Linked DNA regions of Mus musculus: region 2 is linked to region 1. Evidence: chromatin contacts called from public promoter capture Hi-C data. All regions are on one chromosome and are shown on one strand. Each heading gives the region's core, a stretch centred on a gene start, on an enhancer-like site or on the middle of the called end of the contact. The rest is flanking DNA. Distances are from core to core; before and after follow the strand shown.

What was found. Promoter capture Hi-C pulls out the DNA fragments that hold promoters and counts their contacts.
Region 2: a promoter capture Hi-C map of hippocampal neurons shows a contact between it and region 1, with 2.4 times the contacts expected there. The contact joins the promoter of Dscam here to the enhancer-like site in region 1. A contact is called at or near these places in 3 of 39 promoter capture datasets (hippocampal neurons and liver), 1 of 484 Hi-C or Micro-C datasets (cerebral cortex), 1 of 115 datasets of contacts at active chromatin or transcription factors (embryonic stem cells) and 3 of 9 other capture datasets (adipose tissue, liver and pancreatic islet).

Annotation. Positions count from the first base shown.
Region 1 is chr16:97,132,331-97,138,158 of GRCm38.p6, forward strand. All of the region lies in intron 1 of Dscam (DS cell adhesion molecule), which reads right to left. Among named protein-coding and RNA genes, the nearest start is that of Dscam, 35 kb to the right of the region's middle. Within about 2 kb of position 2,706, at least 4 of the 459 cell types and tissues checked have an H3K27ac peak or open chromatin away from gene starts, as enhancers often do. A contact at or near this core is called in hippocampal neurons, where this site is marked.
Region 2 is chr16:97,167,181-97,173,008 of GRCm38.p6, forward strand. It overlaps Dscam (DS cell adhesion molecule), which reads right to left and starts at 3,555. Exons shown (of 33, transcript NM_031174.4): 1 at 3,054-3,555. The coding sequence starts at 3,096.

The DNA of each region.
Region 1 (5,828 bases), core at 1,456-3,955:
GAGAGAGCAGGAGGGGAGGGAAGGAATGAGGGAGGTAGGGAGACTAAGAGAAGGTTAAAGCAGGAGACAGGAAAGTAAGGATGGAAAGGGTGGAAGTACATGAGCATAAGAAAACGAAAAGAAATTGCAGGGACCAGAGGTTCTGGGAGAGATCAGGGTGTCAAAGGGTATAGGAGGTAAGGAAGGAGAATCTACTAAATCACACTTGGTTAAACACTTTATAATGGCATTTAATGTCTTATATAAAAAGACCACCAACAGATTGGGAAAGGATCCTTACCTATCCTAAATCAGATAGGGGACTAATATCCAACATATATAAAGAACTCAAGAAGGTGGACTCCAGAAAATCAAATAACCCCATTAAAAAATGGGGCTCAGAACTGAACAAAGAATTCTCACCTGAGGAATACGGAATGGCAGAGAAACACCTGAAAAAATGTTCAACATCCTTAATCATCAGGGAAATGCAAATCAAAACAACCCTGAGATTCCACCTCACACTAGTCAGAATGGCTAAGATCAAAAATTCAGGTGACAGCAGATGCTGGCGAGGATGTGGAGAAAGAGGAACACTCCTCCACTGTTGGTGGGATTGCAGGCTTGTACAACCACTCTGGAAATCAGTCTGGTGGTTCCTCAGGAAATTGGACATAGTACTACCGGAGGATCCAGCAATACCTCTCCTGGGCATATATCCAGAAGATGTCCCAACCGGTAAGAAGGACACATGCTCCACTATGTTCATAGCAGCCTTATTTATAATAGCCAGAAGCTGGAAAGAACCCAGATGCCCCTCAACAGAGGAATGGATACAGAAAATGTGATACATTTACACAATGGAGTACTACTCAGCTATTAAAAAGAATGAATTTATGAAATTCCTAGCCAAATGGATGGACCTGGAGGGCATCATCCTGAGTGAGGTAACACATTCACAAAGGAACTCACACAATATGTACTCACTGATAAGTGGATATTAGCCCAAAACCTAGGATACCCAAGATATAAGATACAATTTGCTAAACACATGAAACTCAAGAAGAATGAAGACTGAAGTGTGGACACTATGCCCCTCCTTAGAATTGGGAACAAAACACCCATAGAAGGAGTTACAGAGACAAAGTTTGGAGCTGAGACGAAAGGATGGACCATCTAGAGACTGCCATATCCAGGGATCCACCCCATAATCAGCTTCCAAACGCTGACACCATTGCATACACTAGCAAAATTTTGTTGAAAGGACCCAGATGTAGCTCTCTCTTGTGAGACTATGCCGGGGCCTAGCAAACACAGAAGTGGATGCTCACAGTCAGCTAATGGATGGATCACAGGGCTCCCAATGGAGGAGCTAGAGAAAGCACCCAAGGAGCTAAAGGGATCTGCAACCCTATAGGTGGAACAACATTATGAACTAACCAGTACCCTGGAGCTCTTGACTCTAGCTGCATATGTATCAAAAGATGGCCTAGTCAGCCATCACTGGAAAGAGAGGCCCATTGGACATGCAAACTGTATATGCCCCAGTACAGGGGAACGCCAGGGACAAAAAAAAAAAAATGGGAATGGGTGGGTAGGGAAGTGGGGGGAGGCGGTATGGGGGACTTTTGGGATAGCATTGGAAATGTAATTGAGGAAAATATGTAATAAAAAATATTTTAAAAAATATTTTAAAGAGCCCCACCCCAGCCTGCTGCTGAGTTTCTATGGCAAATTTTGTTCCTTCCTCATCTCTTCTTTTCTCTCCTCTCCTCTCCTCTCCTCTCCTCTTTCTTCCTCTTCCTCTTCCTCTCCTTTCTTCCTCTTCCTCTCCTCTTCCTCTCCCTCTCCTCTTTCTCTTCCTCTCCTCTCCTCTCCTCTCCTCTCCTCTCCTCCTCTTCCTCTTCCTCTCCTCTCCTCTCCTCTCCTCCCCTCTTCTCTTCTCCTCTCCTCTCCCCTCCCCTCCCCCCTCTCTCCCCCTCCCTCTCTCTTTCTCCTTGATTTCCCTGCTGACATCAGGTTTAGTCATATGACATTCTCTGGCCAGTGGCATGTGAATGGATAAGGGGTATTCAAGTCTGAGAAGTTTTAAGATATATTGCAGTTTCCAAGAAGTTTTCCAAGAAGGTACATTTCACATGTGACTGCCTCCAAGGCATATCCCAGAACACAGGGCTCTCCATATTCAGCACTCAATTGATTCGTGGGAATGCAGAATGAATCTCTGTTACCATTCAGAAACAATGAGGTTGGTCAGTTCAGCACAATGCTTAATCATAGCAGAAGCAGGGAACCTGGACTCATAGCACATTTCTGCCTTATTAATAGCATGCCCTGAGGGGGCTATAGTTCTACTCAGTTTGGGCTCTCCCTGCTCCATTCTGGAATAAGGGTATGTAGTTTAGGGCCCAGCAACAGTACAAGCAACTCTTGACATCTGGTTAAAATTGCAGACGCAACTCCGACTGCAGAATCTGCAATTTAGCTAAGTCTTCAGGGAAGCATGTTCATTCGAAAGTCTAACAAGTGCTGACTTATACACTATCATTGCTTCCTGGGTTGGCAAGATCAAATAGCTGTGAAACAAAAATGGGAAGCCTATCCTTGTCCAAGTCCAGTCTGCAGATGGGGAAGGCAACACATTCATTTTCTCACCACACAGGAGTTACATGGCAGAAATGGCTCATGGAAGGGTCATGATGCTGCATTACAACACGGCAACAGTTGCCTCAGTCACTAACAGTGCCCTCTGAAGGCACAGCTCATATGCTATGTTGGCTTCGCAGCTCTCTTCAAAACCCAGCTGCTTGCCTCTTGAACGAATACAAAAGAGGGCCTGTCAATCTTCTCGAGGGACTGTTATAATGTGGAGATTGGCTCATCTGTGCTTGTCTACACTTGCCTATGCCAGGATCAAGTTATTGATTTTCACCATTTGCAGGAGTGAAATGGACCTGTAGTCATAGCAATGAAGACCCTGGGAGACACTGAGGTAGGAGCCCAATGTCATAGGCTCTTCCCTGCTCAATCCTGCAGCTCAGCCCAGTGATCTGGAGCATCCAAGAAACAACAGAAATGAGTGTTAATGGTTCAAAATGGCTGAAGAGGCAAGTAGAGAGACCCGGGTGCCTCTGAGCCATGCGTTCCCCAATGAGCACAAAGGCTTTTGACAGGCTGGTTTATGAATAAAATCATGACATGAGACTTTTCCAAAATGTCTGTTAAGAACCACTTTGAAATGAAGTCATCAAAATTACTGCAAAATGTAGACTTTAAATGCAAACAGCCGGGGGAAGAATGTGCTTGTTGTGTAGAATTCATTATCAGTGTTTCTGAGTGCAGCCACCAGAAGCATTTGCACGGGATTGCTTTTATGCAATTGCTTGGAACACGAGCAGAGAAAGAGCAGAATGTGGAAATTCCAGAATCCCAGGACTTTCTCAGGTTTGAGTTTTCTCCTATCTTGTCAGAAAGAAATCTCGTGTATGCTTTTTTTTTTCTCCAGAGTCTTCAAATTTTAATATAGTAACCATCTTATTTTATTTGTTTAATAATCAGGTAAGTTATTTACTATTGGTGCATGACTAACGGGTAAAGGATGCAAACCATATATGAAGGGTTTGGTCAATACCATTTGGGGAAAAATCAATCATTAGATGCAAGCACTGGCATGCATAGATTCACACAAGACTGTCTACAAATGTTGTTTAGACTCACCTTAAATCTGCAAGTCTATGTAAGAGTGAGGTTACCCAGTGAACTATCAACCAGGAGGATATACAGGGGAAACTATGTTCAGTAGAAATCAGTTCTTAAAATAGACTAATTTAAGTGATGGTTAGAGGATTAGAAGCAGCTCTGTGCACAGAGAAAGATAGGCATTTCATCTAATGAGAAGGTGCTTTAAATCTAATGGCATGCCATTGGTGTGAAAGAAATGAATCTTTAAAGAATAGAGAATTAAAAATGGCCACAGGAATACCCCCAAACAAAAAGCCAAACAGTTCAGAATATGTAAATCTAGTGAAATTTGCATATCAAAACTCACCCCAATCCAAATTCAAAGGCAGAGGATAGCTGTCAAACTTTGAACATTTGTGCTCAAGAAAATAACTCTGATAAAGTAACAAAAAGGAGAAAGGAGAAGAAGAGAAGGAGGAGAAGAAATGGGAGGGGAATGGAGGAAGAAAGAAGAGGGGAAACAGGTAGTAGAAGAGGTTAGAGGGAAAGGAAGCATGAAGAGGAAGAAGAGAAAAGAGAGAAGGAGCAGAAGGAGCAAGAGGAAGAGAAGGAGAAGAGAAAGCGTGGAGAAAGAGGAGGAACAGGAGGAAGAAAAGTGGGGAAAGGAGCAAGAGAAGAGGAGGAAGGCAAGGAGGGAAAGACTGCAAAGCCACCCTTCAAGTCCCTCCCTAAAGGAGAAATGAGCAGAGCTCAAAAGGAGTCCAGAAGAGATCTGAAAGTACAAAAGAGGTTTGTATTTAATCAATACATTATATTGCCATTGAAAGTCTATCACAGAGGAACTGTGCTAAGATTTTAAAAAATGCTCATGAAGCAGGAAGAATAAAAAATAAAAGTAATTAAAAACAAACATGAAAGAAAAGAAAAAAAAAAAAAACACAAGAGAGGAAGTGGGCTAGAGACTTAGCTGAGCTGACAGAATTCCTGTCTGGTTCACAAAGAGGCCTAGGTCCAATCACCAGTGTCACACAAGCTGGGTGTGGAAGTCTGAGCCTGTGACCCTCATATTCAGATTGCAGAGAGGGCAGACCCATCAGAAGTTAAAGGTTATCTCAGCTCTATAGGGAGTTAAAGCAGCCTGGGCTAGAATCCCAGTCATGGAATAAAAAACAGAAGGAAAGAGAAAATTAAGGAAACACTAATTTTAAAATGTCTGACAAAAAAAAAAATCCTAGGTTTTTTTTTTTTTTAGACAGTCTAATATGTTAAAATTTACTAGTGTTTTCTTCATATTTCTCTTTTTTGGCTTGTATAATTCAAATAGTTTACAGGCTTCAAATATTCAGAATGTATTGGCTTTTTTATTCAGAAAAACATATCCAAAAACAGATTTAACACAAAAACAGATTAAATTTAAGAATTTAGCATAAACTAGAAAATAAAGATTTACTACCATTAAAAAAAAAGAATTTAGCATAAATAAGGGAAAATTCCATTCTCAATCCTATAAACAAAACAAAACAAAACACAGAATCAGCCTTTGACATATTTCATGTCTGAGAACAAGCCTGTCTGGTCATACGTCACACATCTTCTTGGCTCAGCAGACACTTGCAGGCAAAGAACAATATTAGGACAGATGTGTAAGGAGTATTAAAACAAAAATTAACTTTCCTGTTTTATAGTCTGGGTTTAGAACATCAGCGTTTCTTATGAGTTCTAGAGGAATAAAGGTTAAAAGTCTAGATTTCTGGGGTGAGTTCTAGAAGAATTAAGGTTAAAAATTTAGATTTCTGGGGCTTTAGATTGTGTCATTTCTCCTCATTTGCTTTGAGTCTGCAACTGTCAATCTACAGAGGTGAAAGTTTATTCCTTTCATTGCTTCTCTGTGAAGGATGATGACTGATCAGGGAAATACAGAAACAAAACAAAACAAAACCCTGAAAGTAAATTATAATACAGTGTCAGTTTCTTGTTGAGGCTGTAACAAATTTTAGTTCTCGAAACAACCCATATTCATTGTCTCCCAGCTCTGGAAGCTAGAAGTCCACAATCACAGGCTGAGCCCATGGGGAAGCAGGCAGGAGTCCAACCAGTGTCTCTAGGCAAAAAATCCATCACCGTACCTCCTCCAGCTTCTAAGAGTTTCTTGTGTTCCTTGGCTTGTA
Region 2 (5,828 bases), core at 2,305-4,804, 36 kb after region 1:
GAAAAGTCAATGTCAAAGGTGTGTGTAGAGCAGCGCCAGGATGCAGCCATCACACAGACCATATAAACCTGCAACCTGTCCCCCATTCTGCCTGTTAGGAGGCCATCTCTGCTTTTGTCAGGAGTGTTACACTAGAAAGGACTCACTGGGGTTAAAAATCAAGAGACCCTGTACAGAGAACTGCTGCAGCTGGGTGTGCATGCCGAGTACACAGGCAGCCGCGTGTGTCTGCACACACGTGTGCCTCTGAAGCTGTCCTGGGAATATTCCCAGGGTGTCAGGGGTAGCATCAGCTACCTCACAGGCTCTCTGCACCTTCTCAGGTGAGGTCACTCACAAGCTTTTAACCCATGCAGGCACTGCTCTCTTGCTTCTGGTCTTTGCCCCAAATACCCTCTGCAGCCTGCCCAGCAAGGGTGCTTTAAGAAGCAAACATGCCCCTCATTACTTGCTTTCTACTGTTCAGATGAAGACAGACTGTCTGAAACACAGACTGGACATTTCTGCTTCTTACCCAAATATCCAATTGCATAATATTTTACAGATGAAAAAGAAAATATGGCTATAATGGGCATTTTAGTGTTTGAGGCCTAGCAACCAGTGTGGTTCTTACCACACATTTGGGTACTTTTTCCAAAATGAACATAGGCCAAAATATTGCAATTGCCGACCAAAAATTTAAAAAAGACTCCATTCATATTAGATAGGTAGTATTTAGTTTCATATTTTTGAAATATATTCTGGCCAAAGGCAGCATTTTAAATCAGGTTCATATGTGTGTGTGTGTATATGTATGTATGTATGTATATATATATATATACATATATATATATATATACTAATATTTTGCATAGTATGTCTTAAACACCATCCTTGGAAAATCCAAAAATCTGTGTACACACACACACACACACACACACACACACCAATGTAAAAGCCCAAACCTCTGGAGTCAGGCTTTTTTTCCATGCTTGCTCATATAGAGGAAGGGCCATTTTTACATAAGGCGGCTCCCTGGCCTTCAGCTGATGGGGTCAGAGCAACTTGCCTATGCATTTTACTGCAACAATAACTGATTCTCTCAACAGATGTTAAAAGTCTTGCAAATAATTCTTGCATGACTTTACCCAGGTGCACATGAGCAATCTTTGCATATATTTTCCATGTGGTAGATTTCACTCCATTTGAACACTGCACAAAATTCTTTATATAGTAATTTTTAGTTATGAAATGCTGATTTAAAAAATCATAGACATTTATAGCATCTCTGTATCAGAGACTATCATAATTTCTTCTGTACCATGCTCAGCATATATATCTCACACTGAAAAAAAAAAAAATAGATGCTGGTTGGCTGACAACCAGAACAGCCTGGCTTACCATCCTGAATTACCTATTTCTCCCCAGAGTGGAAATCTCCTTTCATTCAATAGCTCGGGGCCTTTGCCAGGAGTCCAGATATGTCATCCTGACAGGAAAGACAAGGTGTATTGGCTTTTGGAACACATCTGTGAACATCTGGGCCTTTTCTGTGGTTTCCCATTAAAGCAGCAAGCAGCAGGGGCTGCTCTCAAGACTTGATTGCTTCCTCAGAAGCACAAATGTCCCCCTAGGTGAATTCCCTGGAGGAGGCAGGCCAGGGTTAGTGCCCTCTGGAGAGAGGGGGTGTCTTGTCAGAACTTGTTGAAATTTTTCCCCCTGGGAGGAAATCTCAAGAGGGAAAACTCCTGTCACTTTGCTTTCGGTTATATTAAAGAGCAAAAGACCGGCTTTGTGTGAATTTGGGGGCACATTCTTCATTTGGCTCCATCTTTCCTTAGTCATTTGTTTTTAAAACCTGGGAAATATCATGTCCTTCCTTTGGCTGTGGGTTAGCTGTTCTCTAAGTCTGCAAAGAAAATACAGCCAGTGCTTACAGCTTCCCTGGGTATCTTCCAGAAAAATCTTAACAGCCTCCCCTTGGCTTCTCCCTCTCCTGTTTTCTTGTAAAGACCAGATATATTCATTCTTTCATATTCACATTCTCTCATGTTCACATTCTCTCTCGCTCACTTGCGTGCTCTCTCTCTCTCTCTCTCTCTCTCTCTCTCTCAATGGTTTAATTTTAACTGTCAGCAGGTTATACGTTTTATGCAGATGTTCCACATTTAAGATGGGTATTGAAGCCCTGGATGCTTCCAAGCGGTACCAAATGATAACAGTTCCCTCTCTTTGCCACAGGAGAGAAAGCCATTCATACATGTAAGTTCATATTTACACTGTGACAGGCAGCCTAAGGTGCAGACACACTTACTAATTGGGTCTGACTCCATCAAAAGCCATAGATTCTAAATATCAGGAAGAAAGCATCTCAAAAGGCTATACTGAGCTGCGCATGAGGGGGAAACACCATGTACAACATTCACCAATTTCACTTTTATAAGTATACAGGTGATTTTTAAAAAATTTGTCAACATTACAGATGATGTAATGCCTAGCAGTGCATATTTTTACATACACTACTGCGAGGAACATGTAGTGTCCAGGGGACGAGGGGGATGCAGACAGACGCATCTTTCCCACAGCCTTCAAGGATAAACTGTAGCAGAATTAAAGCGGAGGCTTTAAGGCTCAAGAGTGCAGAACCTGAGGGCTACTGTCTTAATTGACCCCTGCACCTGCCTACGCTCCTAACGCCATGTCCTTTTCTGGTTATGATATTCAAAGTGGCAATGATCATCTCCCTTCTCTTCTTCCCAAACCTGCCTGGCTCTGATGAGGTAGCTGTCTAGCTCTGGAGTTAGGCTTTGAGCTGGCACTTGGCTAGCTAGCTAGGTAGGCTGCTTCCAACGATTGCAGAGCGATGCCTCCCCGGCCTCCTATCAGTATCGCCTAACCTCTCCAAAGCAATGCAAATATATTTTTTAAATAAATAAATAAACGCATGCACGAACATTCCAACCCGGATAGGAAAGGAAAGGGAAAAGACTTCACCCATGCATTCAACCCCCTACACCGCACCCATCCCCCGGGCCCCTTCCCAGACAGGAATCAGCACAGACCGCAAGGCTCACCATTCGCGAAGCTCTGGAACAAGGAGAGAGCCAGTATCCACATGCCCCTGCTGCTGCCCGGCCTCCCGCGAGCCAGCGAGCCAGCGAGCGAGCCACGCGCCGGCCTCGCCCCCCGCGCTGCGCTGCGCTCCGCCGCGCCCGGCCCGGCTCCGCTTGCTGCCCGCCACCTGCCCGGGGGCCGCCCAGCCGCCCAGCCGCGCTCCCCGCTTGCTGCGCCCCCGCACACCTGCTCCCGGGCGCCGCGCCCCGCGCCGCGGACACAGCCCAGGTGCGCCGTGCGCTCGGCTCGGCTCAGCGGGCCGCGGGCAGCCAGGCGCGGGCGCACAGCCGCAGCCGCGGGCGCGAGCTCATGCCGGGCGCCCCCCGATGCGCAGCGCGGCCAGGCGGCGGCCTCCCGGGCGCCGGCCTCACCCTCCGCAGCCAGGCAGCAGGCGCGCGGCCAGGCTCATCCTGCTGCGGCGGCCTCGGGCGCCGGGTCCCCTGTGCTGCCCTTCCCTGCCTGAGCCCGGCGGGCCGCGCGCGGAGGCGAGCGGGGACCCCTCCCCTGCTCTGGCCGCTGGGGCGCTCTGCAGTCTTAAAGCAGCAGCAGAGGAGTGCGGCGGATCACGCAGTCGGCGGGACCCAGGGCTCAGAGGCTCAGAGGCTCAGAGACGCGTCCCCACACAGCCCATCGTGTGTAGCTCTGTTCTTGCAGGTTGTTAATGAGATGCGGCCGGGGGCTGACCACTCCGGAAGGGTGCCAGCTAGGCAGAGGTGACCGCGAGGCGTTAGCAGTTTTGATGCGATGTGCAGCAGGATTCGGAGTCCGTATTGACTCCCTGAAAAGTCTAGTCCATCTGCCTAGAGGGAAATGCTGCCTTGGAGTCCTCGCGGCTCCTGGGAAGAGCTCTCTGACTTCACTGGCTGATTTTTAATTATCTTTAATACATACTAGGGTGCAAACATGAGCGATTCTAATTTTGGTCTCTGAGTGGTGTATAAAAACTGATTAAAATAGCTGATAGTGCGTATTGAGTCCCAACATGCAACCCCTTTCTTGGCACAGCAGACCATGGCCTAAATGGGTCTCCAGAAAGATCTTGAAGTAATGATACTATTTCAACAAAGGCCCTTCAAAAAGCACATATCCGTATCTGGCACTTTACAAAATAATGACCCACAGAGTCAGAATGTGCCCTGATTTAAAGTCTAACATTGAATGCACACGGCCAGGACTATGGACTGGGAAAGCTTTGAGGGAAGGCAAGAGAGGACCATTTCATGGGAAATGGAGATAGTTTCGCAGACTATCAGGCATCTTCTGCCTGAACTACATGTGCACTTACAGATTAGGCACCCCTAAAACGGCTCACAGAATAGCCCAGAAAAGCAAATGTTGAGGCAGAAATAAAATGGTGCTTTACCAGGGCTGGGCACAAGATGGCCAGGCCCTGTGTTAGGAAGGGTCAGCTGAGCCCTGACGCCGCACTGGCTGCCATTGCTCTGCAGCTGTAGGTGGTCACGTGCTGCCGCCCACTCAGGCTGCGCCTCCAGCTCTGCCAGCTACACACGAACCCCAGTGTCCTCTGCCTTTGCATGCAAAGGGTGTTTCTTCACTCCCTGTTCCTCAAAGCTGTGCTCCCTGGCAGGCAGTGGGCCTGATTTCCCTCCCTGCATTCCTGTTCTTTTAGGGCACAATTCTTCAGGTACTCCAACCATCTTAAGGCTCAGCTGGGGCTTGGTAGCCAAGCACTCAAGACAAAGCTGAGGCAGACAGCTTGGAGTCAAACCACTACCTCCACTTACCAGTTCTAAGCATACGTGTGCGTCTCATGAGTGTTCCTGCCCTGGCATACAGAATGAAATCATCAGCACTTCTAACTATAATGGTTGCGGTGTTCTGCAGCCTAGGCCTAGTGCCTGGTTACCATGGCCAGTGGTGGCTAAGGTTCTATATAGCTAGGCTAGCTATATAAATTTGGGGATCTGGTATAAAGAAAAATAAAGGGCTCCTTTTGCAAAAAGAAGGAAATACACCATTTAAAATATCCTAGTAGAAAATGTGTCCTTTCCTTTGCAGCCTTTTCTGTCTCTTCCATGGTATCTGTCACTCTCTGTTTACTGTCTCACTCTGTTGGGAATAGTTAGGAAGGGCACAGCTGCACACAGATGCCAAGCTGTTACAAAGTAACCCATGGCCACACAAGTGGCCCACATCTGCTGCCTTGCTTCCCTGTCTTCCGCCTGGCTCCTGTACTAGGCATAGCCATGATGGGGAATGGGAAATGCTTTCCCATTCCTTAGGGATTACAGTTCCAAGGTATCAGGAGATACCCAAGTGATTACACATCTACACTGGAAAGCTGTCCCCAGTGTCTGGTTCATTGTGGGCCAGAGGCATAAATGGCTTGTAGGACATGCATGACAATGCCACTCTGGAGTAGGACAGTCAATGCCAAGCCCCACTCTGGGTGCTTCACTAAATGATCCAGTTACATCCAGATCTCCATCAAGGACAGCGAGGAATGGTGGGAAACAGACCACCCACTGAAAAGAACACAACCCACAGAAGGTGATAGACCCATAATGATAGAGACTGGTCAAGACCTGGAGATTGTGTAAGGGAGTTGGGGGGTGGTGGTGTTGTGTTCATATTTTTCGTTTTTCATACTTCTGTCTTGCTATGATAAAAAAAGAAAGAAAGAAAGAAACTCAAAGAGGAAAATGGCTTATTTCAGTTCACAGTTCAGGGAACACAGTCTGACCTTGCAGGGAAGTCACAGTACAGAAGCAGAT